Linked DNA regions of Pan troglodytes: region 1 is linked to region 2. A link is a contact called in public HiChIP or PLAC-seq data. All regions are on one chromosome and are shown on one strand. Each heading gives the region's core, a stretch centred on a gene start, on an enhancer-like site or on the middle of the called end of the contact. The rest is flanking DNA. Distances are from core to core; before and after follow the strand shown. Region 1 holds the start of TMEM64 (transmembrane protein 64). Region 2 holds the start of NBN (nibrin).

What was found. HiChIP or PLAC-seq counts read pairs in DNA pulled down with a chosen protein or histone mark.
Region 1: a contact with region 2 is called in an H3K4me3 HiChIP or PLAC-seq map of stem cell-derived excitatory neurons, with 11 times the contacts expected there. The contact joins the promoter of TMEM64 here to the promoter of NBN in region 2. A contact is called at or near these places in 1 of 7 Hi-C or Micro-C datasets (stem cell-derived neural progenitor cells) and 1 of 1 datasets of contacts at active chromatin or transcription factors (stem cell-derived excitatory neurons).

Annotation. Positions count from the first base shown.
Region 1 is chr7:100,885,431-100,889,959 of NHGRI_mPanTro3-v2.0_pri, forward strand. It overlaps TMEM64 (transmembrane protein 64), which reads right to left and starts at 2,610. Exons shown (of 3, transcript XM_528186.9): 1 at 1,639-2,610. The coding sequence starts at 2,433.
Region 2 is chr7:100,258,736-100,262,950 of NHGRI_mPanTro3-v2.0_pri, forward strand. NBN (nibrin) reads right to left here and starts at 2,288. Exons shown (of 17, transcript XM_063816403.1): 1 at 2,066-2,288. It overlaps DECR1 (2,4-dienoyl-CoA reductase 1), which reads left to right and starts at 1,103. Exons shown (of 10, transcript XM_001138969.4): 1 at 1,103-1,408. The coding sequence starts at 1,340.

The DNA.
Region 1 (4,529 bases), core at 1,360-3,859, 630 kb after region 2:
CTCTACCAAATACCATTCCATAGTCATTGCTGCTGTTGCTTGGAATCAAGAGGTTTGCAAAAGGCATTTAAAAGAAAAGAAAAAAGAGAAAGATTTTAATTTCATCACAAAGAGGTAGATTGGTTAGAATTATTCCTAATTCAAAACAAAATGAGTTTCCAGAAACTAACAATAATTTACTTTTTGAAACAAAACAATGCATCAGAATCACTTAAAATACATCAATTCCTATGGTTTTGAATGCAATTATCTCTTTATTTCAGTACAGTTTTCTTTAAGTCTAGCTGAAGGGTTAAGTTCCTGGGAATCTACATAAACTCTTGGTAGTTTAGAATCATTGAATTTGGGGAACATGGTAATCTACTTTTTTTTTTTTTTTTATACTTTAAGTTTTAGGGTACATGTGCACACTGTGCAGGTTAGTTACATATGTATACATGTGCCATGCTGGTGCGCTGCACCCACTAACTCGTCATCTAGCATTAGGTATATCTCCCAATGCTGTCCCTCCCCCCTCCCCCCTCCCCACCACAGTCCCCAGAGTGTGATATTCCCCTTCCTGTGTCCATGTGATCTCATTGTTCAATTCCCACCTATGAGTGTGAATATGTGGTGTTTGGTTTTTTGTTCTTGCGATAGTTTACTGAGAATGATGGTTTCCAGTTTCATCCATGTCCCTACAAAGGACATGAACTCATCATTTTTTATGGCTGCATAGTATTCCATGGTGTATAAGAAAATGTGGTAATCTACTTTTTTAAGTCCTTCACTTTAGAAAAGAGAAAAGTGAAGCCAGACAGGGTCAGTAACTTGATCCAAAGTCACAAAGTTTGTAAAGACCAGATTCCTTTCTTCCAATAAGATGATCTCTTCACTAGCAGTGTTTCTATCCTAAATCAGTTGCATGGAGATGCACACTAGCTACAGAAACTTGAGTAAGCAAAACATATGAATACAAGGACAGAAAAGAGTCTATAATGGTGCATATACAGAAGAAAAATATATGCTACCTGAGCAAAAGATTATCTGTTTTATTCACCACCCCGTGATTTCGAAATGAAGTTCTTCCAAAGAAAGAAAGATAAACAGTAGGATTTTCTTCTTTACATCGCATTAAAGCACAATTACTTGAAGAAGAAAAAGCCCATTTCAAATCTAGGAAACTCCAAAATCCGGAGTCTGCAACTAGCTCCTCCACTGTTTACTGAAACACTTCCTTTGGTCCATGTCGCTAAAAACTTGAATCAAAACCCTGGATGTATTTATGCAAGCAAGACAGAAAGCTTTCCTCCCTAAATGTTGCCAAAGCTGCTACAAAAGATGACAAGTATTAAAGATGGGCATTTCCATTCATGTCCCTGCATGCCTATTGTTAAGAGGGCTTTTCATTTTTAATTACATTCCCATCCCGAAAAGAAACATTAGTTTTTTATCTAACAAACTCTCTTTGGAGGCTCCGCGTTAGGTATGTTTTATGTGTATGACAGATTTCCAGGCTGCGATGGAAAGTAATCGTAACTCCTGCCGTCAATGTCACTTCTCTGCTGGTATTTATCTGATAGAGCGCCCTCCTAGGGCCGCCACAAGACCGCTCAACAACAGACTTGGAGAGGGATAGGCCAGCGGGACCCCACTTACCGAAAACACTGCATTCTGAAGCCCAAAAGGTATGGGTGTCAGTCTGGCCAGCGCCACCACTTTCAGGCCGCTTCCTCCCTCCACTACGCGAATAACCGCGCTCAGCTTCTCGCTGCTCTGGATCCTGGCGGCCACCCAGGCGGTGAGGAGCCGCTTGCAGACCACATGGGCGATGAAGGTGCCGATGAGGACGCCCACCATCATCAGACCCATGCCCAGCACGAAGCCGTACAGGTAGCCAGCGGCCACGTTGAGCACGATGTAGCCCCAGCCGCAGGGGAAAGAGACCACGATGAAGCCCACGACGAAGAGCAGGACCCCCAGCAGCGAGTCAAGGCTCTCCACCCACAGCAGGAGGTGCTGAAGGTAGCGGCGGACCAGGGCCAGGGAAGCGAAGCACAGGGCGGCCAACACGCAGAGCAGCACGAGGCTCCGGCACCAACAGGTGCTGCCGAGGCAGCAGCAGCGCCAGTTTCTCACCTCGGCCACGCCGACCACCAAGCCGCCGCCGCCACTCCCGGGGCCGCCCGCCAAGGCCCCGCCCGGCTCCGGCAGCTCCGAAGCCTCGGGCGGACCGTGGCGCTCCAGATAGGCGCCGAGCAGGGCGCCCGAGGCCGCCGCTGCTGCCGCCGCCGCGCTCGCCCCGCCCCCGCGGGGAAGGCGGTCCGCCGGGCCGTCCCCGCCCGCACCCCGCGGCAGGGCCCAGCGGGCCGGCGGCTCGGCGAGGCCCGGGAGGGCGGCGTGCTGCAGCAGCCGGGGCAGCGCCTGGAGCAGGATCCCGCCCGGGCTCCGCATGCCTCGGCCCAGCGCGGGCCCTCAGCCGGCCAGCCCCTCCGCCGCGGCGCCCGTTAGGCAGCTGCCCTTCATGGCGCCCGGTTCGCCCGGCCTCGACTCCCTGCGTCCGCTCAGGGGTGGGAGACGGCCCGTAGAAGGGCGCGGAGTCAGCGGAGGAGCGACGGCCAGGCGGGGAGTGAGGAAACTCCGGCCCCAGCACCCACGGAGCCCACTCCGGTGGTGCCCGCCCCTTGTCGGCCAGAGGGGGCGGGGCCGCGGGCGATGGGGCGGAGCGGGCTGTGTTCTGGTCCGCTCCCGTGACGCGCTGCCCGCCAGGCTGCGGGGGTCGCGGGGCGTCCGCGTGGGCCAGTGGAGGCCCACAGCTGCGGAGGGAAACCGCTGGGAGGGGAGAAGGAGCTGTAGGAAGAGCGAAGCTGCAACGAGGGGAGAGCCGGGCGACGGGCAGGGGCCCAGGCGCGCTCCCCGACTTCCCACAGGCGCGCGCATGCCTGCGTGTCAGGGCGCGCGCTCCCCCTCTCGGACCGAGGCGACCCCAGTCCAGGAGCGGCTTGGATCCTCGCCCGTTCCCTCCTGGTCGTTTCCGCAGTAACCTCTTATCAGAGCGGGCAGCTGTGAGTGGCGCTCACATCCGCCGCTGCCCTGTCGAATTGGGGAAAGAGTTCTTGTGTTCTGAGGAGGGTTTGGCTATGGTCCTTGACCCTATTCTTGTCTCAGACTTGCCTCCCAGGTATCGAGGTCTCCCCGTGGGTTTCATATGGCTTGGTCCTTTAGGAGCTGCAAAAATTAGGCATAAAGTCCCCCCACCCCCTTGACAGAACCCCTTCTGACTCCAGAGGTCCTTTATCGAGTGCCAGGCATTGGTCTAGGGGCATTTGAAAAAGATTCACTGAAGGACATTTTTAAGAGTTCGCTTTCTCAGAGGGCAGCTTCTCAAACTCATTCGCTGGTTTCTTTTCCTCTTTCCGCCTGTTTAAGGTTAGTGTTCCCCAGGTCCTCTTGCCTTCTTCCTTTTCAGAGTTTCCTGAGCCATCTCATCCAGGCCCAACAGCTTTGATCCTGCCGTGCCCCCCATAAGAGGTGACCCCTAAGTGAATGTCTCTGCCCACACTTCCCAGCTTGTGGTCCGGCCTGTGGATACAATCAGGTGGAATTCCTGCAGGCAGCTCAAACTCAGCAGAGCTTGGTAGATAAATGATCAACTTGGGCTCTGGTGCAAATCACGTTTAGTAACTGGTCAAACAATCAGTCCCTGAATCTCATTGTTTCTTTTTAAATTGCAAAATGGAGATAATGGTACAACTTAGCTTCGTAAGAGTGTTGTGAGGATTAAACAAAATAGTAAAGTAAGGTGATTAGCACTATGCCTGAAATCAGTCGTCAGTAAATGTCAACTGTGTGATGGTATCCCTCATTAAAAGTGTGATCCCCCATAGACCGACTCTTCCTTCTGGGTTTCATATCTCAGTGGATGACCTTCCACCCAGTTGCCTGCCAGATAACGGACCAGGACACCTTAGGTCGTTGCTGATCAGGCTCCTGCTTGCTGGCTGATCAGGCTCCTCCATGCCATTCCCTCCTATCCACCCTGGTTGGGCTGAGTCAGGTAGAGTCCCTACTAGGTGCCAGGCAAGTGCTACATCCTTCAACTCCCTTTTCCAAGCCTTGTGACTCACACGGAGGAGCAGCTCTAACTGCCGCCACAGCATTTACCTAAAGTTTTACTTCCGTAAAACAGTACCAAGGAGGGATGGTGCTAAACCATTCATGAGAACTCCATTTCCATGATCCAATCACCTCCCACCAGGCCTCTCCTCCAACAATGGGGATTACATACAGTTTGACATGAGATTTGGGCAGGGACACAAATCCAAACCATATCAGTCCTGCACTACCTTCCCTTCACCATCACCCTCAATTTGGTATTTCCTTTCCTTTCCCAGGCTACTTTCTGTATGGCCATGATCACATTTGTCCCATTGTATTGTAATTTTTTGTTTACATCACTGTCTCCCTCTTTAAGCTTTGAGTTTCTTCAAGATGGGCCTGTTACTTATTTAATCTAAGGAGCAATGAGCCCTCTTTAAATGTTTGTTGCA
Region 2 (4,215 bases), core at 1,038-3,537:
ATGTGGCTATATTTGGAGATAGAGTCTTTAGGGAGGTAATTCCAGTTAAATTAGGTCATTGAGGGTGGGCCTTAATCCAACACGACTGGTGTCCTCATAAGAAGAGGCAATTTAGATATGGAAAGGTACACAGGAGGATCATGTAAAGACACAGGGAGAAGATGGTCCCACAGTGGCTCCACAAGAAACCAACTCTGCTGACTTGTGGCCTCCAGAATTGTGAGAAAACAAATTTCCATTTAAGCCACCCAATCTGTGGTAGTTTTGTTCCCGGACCAAACTGAGGGTCAGGCTGCTATTTCTTGCTGCCAATAATGAGATGTCGATGAACTGGGGATGAAGAAAGTTTTTATTTCTGTAACCAGTTACAGGCAGAAGGCCTGGAAATTATCACCAGACCAACTCAAAATTACAAAGTTTTTCAGAGTTTATATACCTTATAAGCTATATGTCTAAATGTAAGTGTACATTCATCTGAAGATATAAATGTTTCTTTATCAGCATTTGGAACATGCCAGGCAAATAGTAAACACTCAATATCATCTACCATCAGCCTCAGCCTGGGGCCTCACACCCATCTTCTTTTATCTAAAATTCTGAATTAGCTATGAATATTCTCATTTTACGAATGAGGAAAGAAATGTGATCTGAGCTAATGCCTTGTGTCAACAGGTATATTACACTAAGATGGAGAATGATATACTGAAGCTGCGTTTGCCTTTAACGTGTGTATAACTTCGAGAAAAAAGCCAAGGCTGGACGGTCGCAGTCACGCTGCATCCGGCGACAGGGGGCGGTGTGTCCTGCGAAAAGTCAAAACGCCGGAAGCTGCCCTTAGTGTTTTTCAGCCTCTTGGTCTTAGGGAAAGTGAGGCCGTGTTTTACATCCAACATATTATTATTCTGATAATATGTGACTTGGCGCCACGCGCACTCTGCACTTAAACACGCACTTAAGGGATAAACATATACGACTGAAAAAGAGTTTCGCCCTTGGTAGGCAGTGTATGGGGCGCGCAGCTGCAATCTGCAAACCCTTGCAGGGCGAGGGGTTTCGTCCACCCGCTCAAGTACGCAAAGAACCTCCATTCTCTGCCATACAAAGCACTCCTGGCCCAGAGAGCAGGAAAGAGCATCAGCTAGGCCCAGCTAGGCGGCGCCCTCGGCCGGACCCTGAAGGTCAGGGCCGCTGGGCGTCCACGCCGCCTGGGTCCCAGTCCCCGTCCCATCCCCCGGCGGCCTAGGCAGCGTTTCCAGCCCCGAGAACTTTGTTCTTTTTGTCCCGCCCCCTGCGCCCAACCGCCTGCGCCGCCTTCCGGCCCGAGTTCTGGAGACTCAACATGAAGCTACCGGCCAGGGTTTTCTTTACTCTGGGGTCCCGGCTGCCCTGTGGCCTCGCTCCTCGGCGGGTAAGGCGGCCGGGGGCGCGGGGAGCGAGGACAGGGCGTCCCGACGCGCAAAGAGAGAGGACAGGGCGTCACGGGGGCTCGGGGAGCGAGGACAAGGCATCCTGGGGCGCAAAGAGAGAGGACAGGGCGTCCCGGGGGTTCGGGGAGCGAGGACAGGGCATCCCGAGGCGCAGAGAGAGGACAGGGCGTCCCGGGGGCTCGGGGAGCGAGGACAGGGTGTCCCGGGGCTCAAAGAGAGAGGACAGGGCGTTCTGGAGCGCTAAGAGAGCACAGAGCAACCCGGGGAGCGAGAGAGAGGACAGGACGTCTCGGGGCGCAAGAGAAAGGGCAGGAAGTCTTGGGGCACAAAGAGAGGACCCGGCGTCCCTGGGGCTCAGGGAGCTAGGACAGGGCGTTTTGGGGCGCAGAGAGAGAGGACGACCAGGTCCCGGAGCGAAGGGCAACGCCGGGAGTGAGCACCGGGGCCCGGGTCGTATTCCACTGTCAGATGAAGCCCTGATGTGTGTAGGGGAATAGGGAAGAGACGTGATTTTCGAAGTTTTCACAGTTCTGCAAGTTTCCAACTTGTGTGTAAATAGGTAGAAAGAGGTAGGGAAGGATACGGCGCCCGTCCCCCCCTTAAGGAGTGAGAGGGGATCAGGCCGAGCGAGCACTGACCTTTGACGTCCTTTGTTGTGAGGAAAGTCCATCTATGTGTTAGTTATGGAATTAAACACTAACACAAACAACTTATCATAAAAATGAAACAAAAACAAAACCCCAGCTGTTTATAGACTCGCCTTCCCAGATGTATAGCTGGGAGAGGTCCGTCTCACACTGGCTTCCCCCTCTCTCTGGCCCACACTCCTGTCACCGTCTCCATTGCACCCATAGTGGAAATAGCTAGGAAGTGAAAACAGCTAGGAAGAAGAGAAACAAAAACAAAAAGAAGCAATAATATCCAAGACAAGCCCTCCCCACATCTAAATTACAAAATTGTTATAAGTAAACTAAAAAGCACATTTTCTTTAGCCAGGTAGAAAAATTAATATGTCAACTGTGAAAAAACTTGTTTTGATTTGATAGAATAGACAGCCATGGTGTTGTTTTTCAAAAAATATGGGCAGCAGTAGTTCCAAATAGGAATACAAAGAATTAGTATGGTGGTTCCCTCAAGTAAGGTATCTTTCTTTTAAAAAGTGAGATTTGTTCAGGGTTAGGGTTTTGCTGATTTTTTTTCTCTCCCTGTGAAAACTGGATTATAGATCATTATAAAGGAAGCCCATATTTTCTGATACTTTTCAGAGACATTTCTCATTTGAAATCTACAACAGCTCTGTGATGTCTTCAGAGATTTCATTTTTTAACACACATCATTAGGATTGTAGCAATAAGGTCATACAGACCTTATCCGAGCTCTTCTGACACCATTAGACAATACAGTTTGAGAAGGAGAAAATGAACTCATTTAAAAATTAATTGTAATCTGACAATTTTGAAATTCCTTTGCTGAAGAAAAATATGGAAGTTTTGAGGTTGGGGGTTGGGAGGCAAGAGAGGTACCTGTTAGTGTGGTTTGTCCCCTTCCTAGCACATGTAGCCTCAAGTTTGAATTCCTGGGAGAAGAAAAGTCTTTACATCTGTGATGTGGGAGGTTGTTCCAGGGAACATCATGTTTTTGTGGGCAAATACAAGTTGTTATAATTAAAACCCCTAATTTGAATATTTTTGTTACCAAGAACCAAGGCAAATGTTTAATTTGTTATAAAACCTGTTTGTGAAGTGCTGTGTTAAATTGTGCTGCTGGCTAATAGGCCTCATTTCAATTTAATAAATATTTATTGAGGACTGGCTTTATGTCTGGCCCTGTGCTATGCCCTGAGACTCAAAATTTAAAAAATACGAGCCCTGCTCTCAACTGCTCTCAAGTTGCTCTCAGTTCTATTGAGGAAAACATTCAGTCATTCAGTTGTTTATGAGGAAACACTAATTAATTAATTACCTATTAAGTATTGGGCATTCTTTGGCAATTTGTGGTTGAAAGACATTCCTGCCTTCAATGTACTATAGTCTCATATATGTTTTTTAAGCCACAAATAATAACCAATGAGTAGGCCTTGAAATCAATTTAGTGGAGCAAAACAGCACTTTGGGAGGCTGAGGCGGGTGGATCATTAGATCAAGAGATCAAGACTATCCTGGCCAACATGGTGAAACCCTGTCTCTAGTAAAAATACAAAAATTACTGGGTGTGGTTTCACACGCCTGTAGTCCCAGCTACTTGGGAGGCTGAGGCAGGAGAATCGCTTTAACCTGGGAGGCGGAGGTTGCAGTGAGCCGAGGTCGCGCCACTGTAGTCCAACCTGGCGATAGAGTGAGTGAGACTCCATCTCAAAAAAAAAAAAAAAAAATGGAATAGAATAGGATATATCTAAATTCATCTCATGTAGTAAGGTTGTTCATTTTGTGAAACTTAAAAAAAAATTTACCATTCTTCCTTTTTTGATTCATTCTTTGATTACTATCATGCACACTGCCATGTTTCTTTTCCTTTTGTTTTTATCAAGAGTAATAACTATCCAACCTGATCAACATGGTGAAACCCTGTCTCTACTGAAAATATAAAAATTAGCCGGGCGTGGTGGCGCGCGCCTGTAATCCCAGCTACTCAGGAGGCTGAGGCAGGAGCTACTCAGGAGGCTGACGCAGGAGAATCACTTGAACCTGGGAGGCAGAGGTTGCAGTGAGCCAAGATCACGCCATTGCACTCCAGCCTGGGCAACAAAGTGAGACTCCATCTCAAAAAGAAAAAAAAAAAGAATAGTAAC